Linked DNA regions of Bactrocera dorsalis: region 2 is linked to region 1. The links are chromatin contacts, called in public Hi-C maps. All regions are on one chromosome and are shown on one strand. Each heading gives the region's core, a stretch centred on a gene start, on an enhancer-like site or on the middle of the called end of the contact. The rest is flanking DNA. Distances are from core to core; before and after follow the strand shown. Region 1 holds the start of LOC105227025 (205 kDa microtubule-associated protein). Region 2 overlaps LOC105227022 (DNA-binding protein modulo).

Region 1 (6,857 bases), core at 2,211-4,710:
TATTCAAATTGATGCAGTTGATGGAGAATACAGACCATGGATCGTTTTTAATCCAGTTGGAAGCGTCGTTCGGATGGACACAAGTGTTCAAGTGGGACAAGAAGTCATTTCAACTCCAGATCCTCGTATACGTGACCTAGGTACACGTGTCATCACCAAAACTGATAAAACATGGAAAGATTTAGCAAATATGTTTTCTAAATCCGGCGACATTACGGTAGCGAAACCTACCAACGACTGCAACTATCGCATGCATCGTTATCGTTATGGCGTTGGAGAAGGCGTTCAAGACCTTCCGCCAGGCAAGAGTTTTCCATTGGAAGCTAATTGTGATTATATGCATGGTGTAAGCTTTCATAAGGGATGCTATCTTGGACAGGAGTTAACGGCACGAGTCCACCACACAGGAGTAGTGCGAAAGCGTATAATGCCTTTGCGATTGTCTGTTCCGGCTTCACCTAAATCGATAAATATCTCAACAGAAGCAGGCACCAATATTGGTGTAATTCGCGGAGCAAATTTAGATAGGGCTTTAGGACTTTTGCGTGTAGAACAAGCTTTAGGTTCAACCAAATTGTTTGTAGATGGCAATATATGCTACGTAGAAAAACCGTATTGGTGGCCTAATGAATTGCCAAAGAAAGCTAGAGTTGAGGGCTGCTAAATTGGAATTTTCTAAACTCTACAATTTTATTTTTACTTATTGTTAACTAGTGGTTAGTAGTCGTTGGCGATTGTTATGTAACTTTGAGTTATCTTTAATGCTATGATGTTTAAAATCTCAAATTAATGGTATATATTATAAATGTAATAAATATATGTATGTATTGAGATTTTGAAAATTTCAATGTCTTGTTATGTATTCTTTTGCAGAAACTCAGAAACAGCTATGGAAGATTCTAAAATCTCGAACCGATCCCCTTACAACCTAAATAGATACGAAGATTTACAGTTAAATGTGAAAGACGATGAGGCAGAGATTTCACGCTTAGAAGCTGATGCCAATGTCTCAAAGAGTTCAGAAAAGTGTGAATCACAAGCGACGAACGTGTTCCGAAAATTAAATTTCAATGTACCATGTGCGATATGTTGGAAATTGTGAATTATTATGGCAAAACTCCGCCATTTGTGTATGGACTTAAGCTTTTAGAAGATTCTTTTGTATTGCGTGATCCTTTTCAACCACCTCCAATTCGTTGGAAGCCCAAAGCAGAGTACTTTGTAATAATAGGTTCCCGGTGTACAGTATGCGAAAGCGTCGTTTGCAAAGGAGCGGAATGTAGTTTTTACTATACATGTACTTATTGTTTGGCTTGCGCAAAAGAACATATTAATAAGTTTCCTATAGAATCACAAGCAAAATTAAGAAAACAATTGGAAATAAAAATAAAAAAATAGAATTCATAAATTGTACTTTTTTATAACTCTAGAATACAAATTTTGTTTGTATTTTTTTAAACTACGACGTGATCATACGATTAAGATTTTTCCTTCGGCGCAATCTTCTTGGCTAATTTTTGCATTTGGCTTGTCACTTTTTTCTTTTGCTTCTTTACGGTCCCACCTTCGACCTTGACACCACGAAACTTGGATTTTTTGCTTGCGTCAGCAACTTGTTTTGTTTGGGAGTTGTCGCCTTTAACTTTCTTTTTGTCCTTTTGAACCTTTCCACTGGCTGACTTTTTTTCAATCTCTCCTTCTGTTGCATCTCTTGTTTTTTTTGCACCTAATTTTTTTATAGAATATCGTTCAACGTGAATTGGACGTTCATCTAGCATTGTTTCATTAAGTTCCAAAGCCAAACCTACAGCTTCTGGAGCTTTAAAACAAACATATGCCACACCTTTACACCCTTTATCATCATTTAAGCATCTCACGTATTCAACGTCACCACAAGACGAAAATATTTCACGCAGCTTCTCTTCATTGGCACCTAAAATGTTGTTCATATTTAAAATAACAGAGATTCTTTATGCATTAATTTTGAACTTACTGTATTTAAGGTTGCCGACAAAAATTGTACGTTTCGTATCCATAGAACTACTCTTTTCATTTCCACGTGTCACACGTAAGTGATTATTTTTGAAAACGGTTCCATTTAAGGCCAATGCACGTGTTACTGTCTCTTCATCCTTGAGTAATATCCAAGCGCTTAGACTGCCTGCCTCTTTTCGGTGTTTATGTTTAAATAGAACTTTCCCGTTGGCGGTTCTAAACCGAACACCATTAACCGGTCCATAATCCTTAAACAGACGGACTAATTGAGCACGCTTTGTATTTACGGGTAAATTGCCGACAAATATGGTGCATGCAGTTTCGTTTGGATCACGTTCTTTTGGTTCTAAAAAGTTGAGATTTACGAGTTGTTATAGATAGATCGATCAATGTGAATATTAGCATTATTACCTTTTTTATCAGACTTTGACTTTAAATTCTTTGTATTGTCTTTTCCCTTAGGTGTCTTTTGGACAGCTTCCTCTTTTTTTGCTTGCTTTTTTAATTTCTTAGCCAATTTTTTAGCATTTTTCTTTTCGATTACTCCCAAGGATTTGCTACCACTATTCTTCTTTACAGATGCGTCAATTGTCTCCTTATTTTCTTTGGCCTTATTCTTCTTTGGCTTCTTGTGTTTAACAAGAGCACCTGTTTCAGTATTTCCGTTTGTGGCAGCAGTCGTGGGCTTCTCAGCTTTTTTCGTTACGGCTTGCTGTAACTTCTTCTTACCTTCGATGCCTTTTTTCTTATCCTTTTTAATTATTTTACTTTTCTCCAACACATTACCCTTTACATTATTACTCTTTAAGTCAGAATTCTTATTCTTCGTCATTTTATTTTTATCCTTTCAATAAAATATGTATGAACCGCAAAAACTTCCACCTGAAACACAAAACTCGATCAGCTCCACATGTTTTTAGTCCAAAATGATGCCACCCTTTTATATTTTTGTTTAGTCAATTCCACCAGTATTATTTACAATAAAAACAAAAGTTCCTTTATTACATACATATATGTGAACCGAGCTCATGAAACGAGAAAAAATTAAAAAATTTAACAGAATATAAAAATGGATTGTCACAGGACATGATAGATGAAAGATAAAAAAAAAACAATATTTTTTGTGTACACAAATAAGGCAATGACTAGATTTGAAAGATAATCAAAAGTATGATTTTCTAACTTTTTTAATAAGGTTTACAAATTTTGGTGTTTGGTGTTACAAAATTAAGAAGTGCAAAATTTACATAAATATGCTCATACAATACACCCTCTCAATGTTATATATTCTCCGTTATCACCCGGTTGCATTCTTCTGTGTTAACTTAGCGCAGAGAACGTATATTATACGTTCTCTGTTAATAGTTTCTTTCTAACATGGGGAAGACCGTTGACAAAATGAATGTATAAGATGGTGGCAACACCATAAACGAATGTATTTCGTGCCGCCCATTTGGTTCGTGCGCCAGTTGGATAATTTTGCCGGGTGTGTTCTTCGGTCGGTTTTGAAATCTCCACAGTGCGAAAAGTGCAGCAAATTTGTGAAGACTCATACAGAAAGTTTGTTGGGGAAAAAGTTGAAAATATTAAATTTAAACGGGGAACATTGAGCAATTTTTGAACTGTATGTGTTAAAAGTTCGTGTGACGTTTAATTATTTAAATTCAGACAAAGATTATAGTCCGAGCTGAAAAGGAAAGAGAATAAGGTCCAGTAGGCGTGAACAAAGTAAAAGGGAATAAGAAAGTACGGATAAAAACGTTACGTTAAAATGGAGCACGAGGATAATGCGCATTTGGACAATTTTTTGCAAAATTCTCAACATTTAATGGAGAATTTGCAGATGGATAGTGGTGATGGTGTGTGTGATAATGTTGCTGTAGATGAGATTGGGGGAAAATTTGAGGTGCATGAAGAGCATGATGAAGAGGAATGGAAATATATCAAAGAAGGGCAGCAGAGCGAAAAGCAACAGCAACAGCAGCAGTTGAAAGCCAGTGTGGCTTGTAAAGACGTGGAAGGCGTAGAGGAAGTTGGCAACGGGCATGGATATGGATACGAGCATGGTGATGTCGGTGCCGATATACTTTTGCTAGACCATCACGAAGTTGGTAACGGTGTCGTTGGCATTTCAGCCGCAGTTGACGCAGACGCTGACAATGCCGCAACCGGCATTGAAGAGAATGAAGAAGTCGACGTAGAAGTAATAAAAAATGATGGTGATTTTTCAACAACTTCAAATACTACCTCTACAGCCGGTGAAGACGGCTTTGCAGATACCGGTGTGTTGCAAGTGCAAATGCAAATTGAACATATACCACAAGAGCAATTATTACCAAAACAAGTTGAAGATCTGTTGGAAGAAGGTACTAATATAGGAAGCATGGCGGATGAGACCGAAGAGGACGACCCTAGTTCGTTAGCAACCAATAATACTAATCGAACAAATAGCCTTAGTGAGAGTGCTCCACAGCAAGAATTACAACAAATACCCATAGAAGACAATATTATAAAAAGTGATGATTTTTCAAATGAGGACAAAGAAAATAACGTTCCATCACTTACAAATGTCCATGGTGATATTCCATTCGAGGAAACAACTGGAAATAGTGATTATGAATCAGAAATGCACTCTCAATTAAATCCGAATGCAATGGAATTTGTTCCTAGCTTTGGATCAAACCCTACTTCTCCAACTATCGATAATAAAGAATTTGTTGTTGAAGAAGATGTTTCAAATAGTGTTGAGCAAATACCAATACGAACGCAGCCAAACTCACTTCCACGGCACCTATTGGGCGATGATGATTTTGTTGCTCAGAGCCCACGCAAGGGAAGTGCTGAATCCAACTTGGACGCCATTGCTTTACCAGAAGAAAATGATTTTGAACATGAAGCTGCAAAACGGCCACATGAATTGGAACAAGAAGACGATTTGATAGGTGTGGGTACGGTAGAGCACTCACAGCAAGATCCTCAATTAATTCAAGAACATTTGGAAAGTCACAATAGTTTTGGCGTGAATATTCTGGAATTAGAAAGAAATGCAAATGAATATAGTTCAGACATACTCGGTCAATCGCCATTAAACTTAATCGATCATGGTCCCGAGACTTCTGTCGATTTAGATACAGACTCACAACCGGTTGATGTTGAAAAAATTGACGAAACGCAAGAGAACCCTAAAGAAAATGTTGAAATTATCGAAGATGTATTTAATACGGTACAACCATTACCAATAGATTTAAACAACTCATTTGTTGAGGAATCATCACATCAAGGATTTGCCGTTGAGGGAAAAGAGTTGCTTGATGTAGACGAAAAAGAAAATATTTCGCATTCACCGTCTACGGAAGAGATGCAAATGAACTTACAAAACGAACTACATTCCTCAGTGAAGGATATTCCACAAATTCCGATCGATATGGACAACGTTGCAAATATGCAAGAATCGTTTTATCTAGAAAGTACTTCCTCTGAGGCGCGTAATCAACTTACATCGGGTATTGACTTAACTTCCGTTGATGAACCGAATTTGTATACTGACGAAATTCAAATCCGTAATGTGGAGGAACAAAAATCTGCCATCGATGATCCTTCATTTGAAAGTGTCCGAAACTCTGCACCTGACACTTTTGAAGGTGAGCCAGGTACTGTTTTCGATGCTTCGCCTACGTCTTTGAATATATTCGCACCAGAGTTTACGCCTACACCTAAATCAATCGATGCTGATATGATTTCACCTTCTCCTGTATCAACTGAAGAGAAACACCTAATCGAAGAAACCAAAGAACAAGCAACCTTAAGTGAAACAACAGAAGAGCTTGAGCAAAAAATGGATGATTTAATAATATCTTCAAATGATGGAATCCTCTCACAGGTATGTAGAACTATCTTGTTTTAATTTAATCATACATTGTTATATTTATTAAATTTTCTAACCATATAAATATCTGCAAATATGAATATGTATATTAGTAAAAATGTTAGGGTTTATTTTATATTATCTTACTTATTCCACAACTTTTCCGCCTGTTTGCATGGGATAAATCATTAAATTTGTTGGTATACTGCTTTACACTGCAGTTTGCTCACAACAATCGGAGTTTTTGCCGAAGTGAGGTGAAATCGTCCTTCAAACTCGTTTTCATTCTCGTTAGAGTTGATACTGAATGTTTCGCCTTCAAGGTACATGCTGTCATTGTTCTTGCAAAAAAAAAAAATAAATAGGAGTAGAGTTATTTATTAATTTAAATATTGAGTGAGTATTAGTGCCGAGTAAGGTACGGGCGATTAAGATGTTTGTAGCCTTTCGCTTACTTCGATTGCTCTGTTTGGTTTTCAAGTATGTTTTTATTCGTTATGCATGTATATGTTCATAATAATATTATAATATACATATGTATATATATGTATGGTATATTAATGTACATAAGTATGCATATTGAAATACCAAAACATACCCACATTTAGTTTTATTAATGCTTAATTAATTAATTGATTGCCGCTACATATGTGTTGCTGCTACATATGTGTTATCTACATATAGACATAGTATATACATATCGCTCATTTGCTGCAAGACCGGCATAATTCAAAAAACGTGATTTTGGAGTTAATGCTGCAGAATTGTTCGTTATATCATACTTCATGTTGAGTGAAAAATTCATATGAATACCTCTTATATGCTCCGCTTGAGAAGAGGTGTAAGGTTGGAGTCACCGTGTAAGGTTGTAGTAAGTTGAAAACTTTAAACGCGTTTTCTGGCGAATCGATTTTTTTGACTTATGCCGGTCTTGCAGCAAATGAGCGATATACTGTTGATACGATTTTTCTAAACTCACCTTATGGTCATTTAATAT
Region 2 (6,857 bases), core at 2,824-5,323, 37 kb after region 1:
AAAAATTAGAGGACGATCAGTCATCTGCTGATTTTCGTTTAGAAGTTGCCACGATGTTGTGTAAATTGGGTACAAAGTTCCCTATGAAACGAAGAGGAATTGAAGCCGAGATACAATCTAAAAAGCATAAGGGCCCAGCCCAACATGTTCCTCCTATGGCAGTTAGGTAAAATCAAGTTGGACACTGGCCGGTATGGGCAGAAAAACGAATTCGTTGCAAGCGTCCAGGATGTGTTGGAGTATCACAAACGGTATGTGAAAAATGTGGTGCGGCTTTATGCTACAACAAGCAAAACAACTGCTTCAAAGAATTTCACACTTCTTAAAAAACATGTGAATATTCACGAAATACAAATATTTTTATTTAATGAGCTTAGAGACGTTGTTACACAACGTGACATATCTGTCACATACCCTTTTTTGTTGCTTTTCACCCAAATAAAAAAAAAATTGTTTAAACTATAAAACACGTATTTCATTTCTATCCGAAATCTATTAGAAACGATACAGTTTTTCCGTTTTTACTTAGTTGAGTTATAAAGGGTTAATTATAAAGAAAAAAAAAAAACAAAACAAGTTAATATTATTTATGAAACAAATTGTGGACTTGCTGTGCTCCTACCCAGTGTATTATTATTTTTGTAATTTTCTTCCGAAATTCCTACTTTTGATTTGTGCTCCTTTGTATTATTTCTTTTAATTTGTTTAAATTAAAAAAGAAATTCTCAACTTATAAGTCTGTCGAAACATACATATATATATAATATTATATTATTCTCAAAACTACGATAATTTTTACGATAAACTTGTACGCAAAACAAAAAAACGATTAAAAAGCTACAAAAAAAGAATAAAATTAATTTTTGTGTTTTATTTTAGTTTTTATTATTATTTCTATAATTTAGTTAGTATTTACATAATTTCTGCCACATCAAATCTTCCTACTGCACATACTTATCACATACGCACTAGCTCGTTCATAAATTAAACTCACGCCTGCAATTGCAAGGATCAAGCCAAATATCTAAGTGTTTACACACACACACATTTCGTCTTTTTAAAGTTTTTTTTCAATTACATATTGTGTTCCATTTGTATTTTAGTATCTAAGACTTAAACGTAAACCGTTTTTAACCAACTTACAACTCGAATTTATTAACATTGCCTGCTCTCACATTTATTGTAGTACATGTGCGCGTTATAAGCACTTCACTTTATTGTAGGTATGGTGCCGCTTAAAAAACAAGTAGTGCACAATATACAAAAAAAAAACAAAAAACATATATTATATACTAAGCCTTAATAGCTCTTTGTGAAATAAATTATTTTCCATAATTTTGCTTGCTTTAACAGTAGTGCCCTTTACATCTAATTTGCCTTATTGTTAATTGAATTGAATGCAAGTGATATTGATCGAAAAGTTGCTGAGAGGGTGTGGACAAATAGCTTGATATTGCTGTTTTTTTAGCTTAAATCCGAATATAATGTATTGTGTTTGCGAGTAGATATGACGTTTTAATGAAATATTTTAAATAAGGAGACTGACTACGATAACATACGCGCGGTAGCTTCCCTTACGCGAAATTCTTAGCCTTTAACTTGTTTTTTCGAATTAGTTAGCTTCCATATTGCACAAGTGCACTTCCAAATGGTAATATAAAATGTAGCAGAAAAAGTGTTTTACTTTTCCAGCGTATGCATTTTTTGTCTGATTTTAATGAGCGCTTCGAACAAATGACGCTTTGAACTTTACAAAGCGTAGTTTTGTTGAAAGCGTGCTTTAAAGTATTGGATCGAGTTGTTCTCCATTTTTGCCAAACGCAAAAACAAAAAACATTAAAACTTTTTTTAAATCAAAGTTAACAAGTCAATAAAATATTTACGTCTATGGTAAACACAAAGTGTTGGATTCATTTTAAATCATGACAATCAGCTGTTCAAAGCTGAAATTCCATTGTGTTCTTCTATTTAGGCAATTCCGAATTTGTTTTTTGGCAAATTCATATTTGCTCATATGAGTCACACATTAAACTACCGAAACTTTTTTAACGCGTTAGGGACCTTGAGCATCAATTTTCATTGACACAGTGACACCTGGAAATACAGTTTACATTTAATATGTGTATGAATATACATATCTTATACAATTACACACCATTAGAAAGCTGATTTGCGGAATTTATTGAACTGTTCATTAGGTCTTACTCGAACATTGAACAAGAACTTAACAAAAATTATTCATTTACCGTTCTTACAAGAGAATTTTCTATGAACGTGAATATTTAAACGTAACTTTTATATTTACCTACGTATGTATATCTAGAGCATATTATACAATTATACACAATTAGATTGAAACAAAAAAATACTAGAAGGTAATGCTATAAATATCTTTAAAAACAAAATAATTACCCGAAAAAATGGGACATTTATTAATTAATAAAATTATACAAGTATAAAATGTGAGTAGAATTATTCATTGCATATTGCCATCTAACAACCCATATGTATCAGACATAGAAATTATTACGACTGATTTGTTTAAAGAAAAATCTGCAAAATCAAAGAGATCGCCAAATACCATAGCAAGGTAAAAAGTACATGATCACATATTGAACTACATGTTTACAAGTGCATGCTAATACACATTTTTACTTAAATACATACAAACACACCAGCTGCATAGAAGTGCATAGTAATATGGATGGATTTAAATAATATAACAACAAAAACTGAACTGATTTAGAGCAGTAATAAGACATAAGAATTGAATGAAGCTTATCGCAGCACGGAACCCAGCGGAATTATATTGGGCATACATATACATAGATACTTGTGTTTAATCAATTACCGGTAAAGAACCACAAATGCCCGTAGTGGTACAAGATAGAATGACAGCAAATACATACATACATATGCATGTAACTAACAGCAACCACTAACTAAAGTGGCCGATATTAGAAATAAAATAAATGTTAAAAATTCGAAATTATTTTAAGTGTGTTTTCCTCAATTTTCCTTATGTAAATGGTTTCTGGTGGAACAATGTATTGAAATGACTCATTAAAAGTGTAGGAGTATGATGGTTGATTAATATTTTAAAACGGTATAAGTATGTACAGTGAAGAAGAGGGTGGTGAGTTTGGAGACCGGTCCTCCCGGGCTTCTACAGACTACTTAACGGTCCATATCTTTTTCGGACCTGCATCAAAATTTCTTCTGGACGCTTTAGCTGATCATTAGATATTTAGCACAAGAGCCTTTGTAACATCTACAAAAAATATACAAAAATATGGTAAAATTAAACTCAAAATAAAAAAATATATAAATAATGATGATAACGATGGATTCTTACAGGTACCGGTTTTCCCTGTGCGACCCAGACTGTTCAATATATTATTCAAAATTATGATTGGATAATATATTCTTCATGAAGATTGTTGACCTGCCTTTTGTATTTGTTGTTGCAAAACTATTTTAGTATATGTTGACAAAATTCTAAACTTATTTTCATTACATAATTCTTACATATACCACAACTGGAAATAAAAGAAAAATACTGCTAATGTTTTTAAATATTTGAGACGACAAATAAACTAATCTGAAATCTTTTTAGCGATAAAAAATTAAATATTATGTTTTAGTTGAAAAATCAAGCAAACAAGTTGAAATTAGTTTTTTTTTAATTTGATGCTAGAAAATAGACTATTTTTTGGCTTTATTTATGACAAGTGATTTCCGTTACTTTTATAAAAGATGGTTCAAGAACATAGTAGACAAAAATTATATCTCAGAAAGTGCTAAGAGAGACCAAAGGCTATCTGTGGAACTCGGAAATTCAATATGTAGTTTAAGTACTATCACCTGTCGCTACATACAAACTTATAGTATATACATATATGTACATACATATATGTATAGTATGTAAGTATACATATATGCATTTCAATATGAATATTGCACTTCAATATGAATATTTAATACGACCTCAGATCTGCGTACAGTTGTACATATGGATGTAGATGCATTTTACAACAGTTTGCAAATAGCACATGCTCAACCATACATACATGCACACGTGCATATGTATATTCGCCTGTGTGTGATGTGAAAGTCTATTTGTGCAAGGCATAGGAGGTGAGAGAAACCTTTCGCAAATATTTGGGCGTGGGGATCTGTTTCTCATTACTAACAACACGGAATAATAACAAAAATATAAAAATAATGCAAAAGTGAATGTATTTTGTTGGTAGATCGATCGATGTGGTCGTTGAAATACATTTGGATGTTACACACGTTTTAGTGTATTAGCACATTGAATGGAAACGTGGTGTGGAGAGCGAAAACTAAAAAGATTCGGCGGAGGAATCACAAATATAATAGCCCACGAGTGAGAATCTCATGAATCACGCGACTTTTGAGTTCGATGCGCAAATATACGGCGTGATATGAACAACCGGCGTCGCAGTGAATCACGAAAGAAATCGCCTTTACATACATACATACATATATGTATATGTAGTAAATACTCTGTGCACCTATGCAAATACTCAGGTATGCAGCTAATTTACAGTCGTACCTAAGAGTAGCTTAAGTAGTTAAGGGCAATTTCGCATAGGTAATGGTTTATACGCTAAAGTACTGAAGGAAAATATTTATGGATATAGTTAGGGAATTTTATGGAGCAAGTGAATTATTGAAATTAGCCGTTTGGCTATATTTGTTTTGCTCTAACAAGTTTACATTTTTAATGAAATACATATGTAAAAAACTTTCAAAATCGACATAGGCTACTTTTTCCTATAAACCCAGATTTGTACATACGTAAGTATGTAACTATGTCGGTTCATATTATAAATATGTTAGCAAACATTCAAGTCTATTTTCGTAAATGTCGTTTGTAATTCTTTTGGTAGTATAAAATATTAATAACTTTAAATTTTCCGCCTATCATCTTCAAAATATTCGAATGGTCATCATTGAATTCGGCCACTACAGTAAAAAATCAAAAATTTCATCCAGAAATTATAAATATAGTTGTTCAATTCACAACCTGTCGTAAAGCATTGTAAAATCGTAAAATTATAAATTTTTACACTTGTTTTTTTTTATAATTTTAGGATTTTACGATGTTTTACGACAGGCTGTGAATTGAACAAGTGTTAATTTTAAAATAATCTAAATAAGAAATGTCAGATATGCATATATTTTTTTTATGAAGCAGAAATTTTAATGAGTTGATACCCCCATTGGCATATAACTTATGTGCGGTATTTTTTGTTTTAACGGCAGTAAACAATCCCCAAACAATATTGAGGAACGCTGACAATCATTGTCCGAATATAAGTGGGAGTCAATTCCAGTTACGTAGACCCGACTGCCATGTGAACGTATGAATACTTACAACGCTACAACAACAGCGATGAAAATGATTTTTTTTATATTCCCTCACGGATATTTTGAAATTGGACAAAGTTAGGACTTGTCTGTAAAAATGAATCCTTCAGGAACGGAAAACTTCTGTGCTCCTACAAAGAGATCACAAATTTTTAATTTCATTTTCGAAAGATTTTTTTTTTTCAATATTGGTTGAAGAAACCGTTACGACTTTTACGAGTTAAAAAATCCTGCGACATATTTATTCTTAATAAACGCTGAAGGAATGTAGTAGTAAGCGGGGAAGGTTCAAAGTCCCCAAGTTGCAATTTATTTTTGTTGTGTTCTTAAGAAGTCAAGCTTACCGCAATCACGATTGTTAGTTTACTTTAATTTCGATGAGAATCAGAAAAGTGGTTTTAATTAGATTAATTATTAAGTATTATTTCAAAGTAGTTTGCAAGAGTTCTATTAGTTTTGCAACTTACTCCTTACCATAGCGCTATGATTTCATATTCATTTCGTTTAATTATGTGGAGTCCAATTCTTGCTATTAAACTTTTTCATCTGGTAATATACAAAATGTTTAATTTTCCTGGTATGGTAGATGTCAATCTTTTCGAAGGCCACAAACTGTTATTTGACTCTCTTTAACCTAAAACTCACCGATCCAAAAAGAGTTAAGATTAGATTGCGACAACGACATTGAACAGAACGCCGACTAGACTTCGGACGCAAATCACTTGAGACACGCACTGAGCGCCATTCACAGCGGAGCTTTTAACACCTTCACCTACTACCTTTTAATGAATGGTGTACTTGGAGTCAAAGCATGCATCACCCATCGCAGACGACGATGTCGAGTTGCCGTGAGAATCTGGAGTTGTTACTAGAGTTAGGCTTACTACTTCGATGACTTCGACAACCACCAACCTAAACCTTACCACCCAAGTGACGAACGGATAACCGTCACAAAAAACAACAACGAGCAAATAATTTTGTTTAATACATTATATTTAGAACTATAAGTAAAAATTTCTTTTCACACGTGGGAAAATTAAAAAATATACGTAGCTACAGCTCAGTTAGTTAGGTTTACTCCTTTTGGCAAAGCCCTTAAATTGGAAACCCGCAGGTCTTTTACGGTTAAATGGTGCATTATGATGATTTCTTCTTTTCTTTTCCGAATATGGTTCTAAGAATATTACTTGTCCGCGCAGAACCGACTCGTTTAAGAGGAAAGCTTTGCAAAAACCGTCAGTATCCGCGAATCTAACAGTGGCGAAGTTACCTATTATCATCACATTTTCAATTGGCCCTGTGGAAGCAAAAAGCTCACGAATTTCTTCTTCGGTTACACCTGAAATATATATTAATTACAATAATTTTCTCTAATGAAATAGTTGTATGTAGATTTGATATGAATAAATTACAAATATTTATAATGTTACTTTCGATACTAGATATATCATACATAAGTA

Evidence for each region. Hi-C and Micro-C count contacts between places; a contact is called where the count stands out from the background.
Region 2: a contact with region 1 is called in a Hi-C map of whole body, with 5 times the contacts expected there. The contact joins the enhancer-like site here to the promoter of LOC105227025 in region 1. A contact is called at or near these places in 2 of 2 Hi-C or Micro-C datasets (both in whole body).

The regions. Positions count from the first base shown.
Region 1 is chr2:5,846,855-5,853,711 of ASM2337382v1, forward strand. LOC105227025 (205 kDa microtubule-associated protein) reads left to right here and starts at 3,461. Exons shown (of 2, transcript XM_011206175.4): 1 at 3,461-5,875. The coding sequence starts at 3,767. LOC105227023 reads right to left here and starts at 2,924. Exons shown (of 3, transcript XM_011206174.2): 1 at 2,407-2,924; 2 at 1,994-2,341; 3 at 1,396-1,933. The coding sequence starts at 2,827. The coding sequence ends at 1,479. LOC125776835 (putative transferase CAF17 homolog, mitochondrial) reads left to right here. Exons shown (of 2, transcript XM_049450415.1): 2 at 1-848. The coding sequence ends at 664. It overlaps LOC109579595 (cysteine-rich DPF motif domain-containing protein 1), which reads left to right. Exons shown (of 3, transcript XM_019990578.3): 2 at 874-1,037; 3 at 1,040-1,571. The coding sequence starts at 890. The coding sequence ends at 1,398. It also overlaps LOC125776839.
Region 2 is chr2:5,883,233-5,890,089 of ASM2337382v1, forward strand. It overlaps LOC105227022 (DNA-binding protein modulo), which reads right to left. Exons shown (of 4, transcript XM_011206173.4): 4 at 6,370-6,736. The coding sequence ends at 6,462. Among protein-coding and RNA genes, the nearest start is that of LOC105227022, 5.1 kb to the right of the region's middle. Within about 2 kb of position 4,074, the one cell type or tissue checked has open chromatin away from gene starts, as enhancers often do.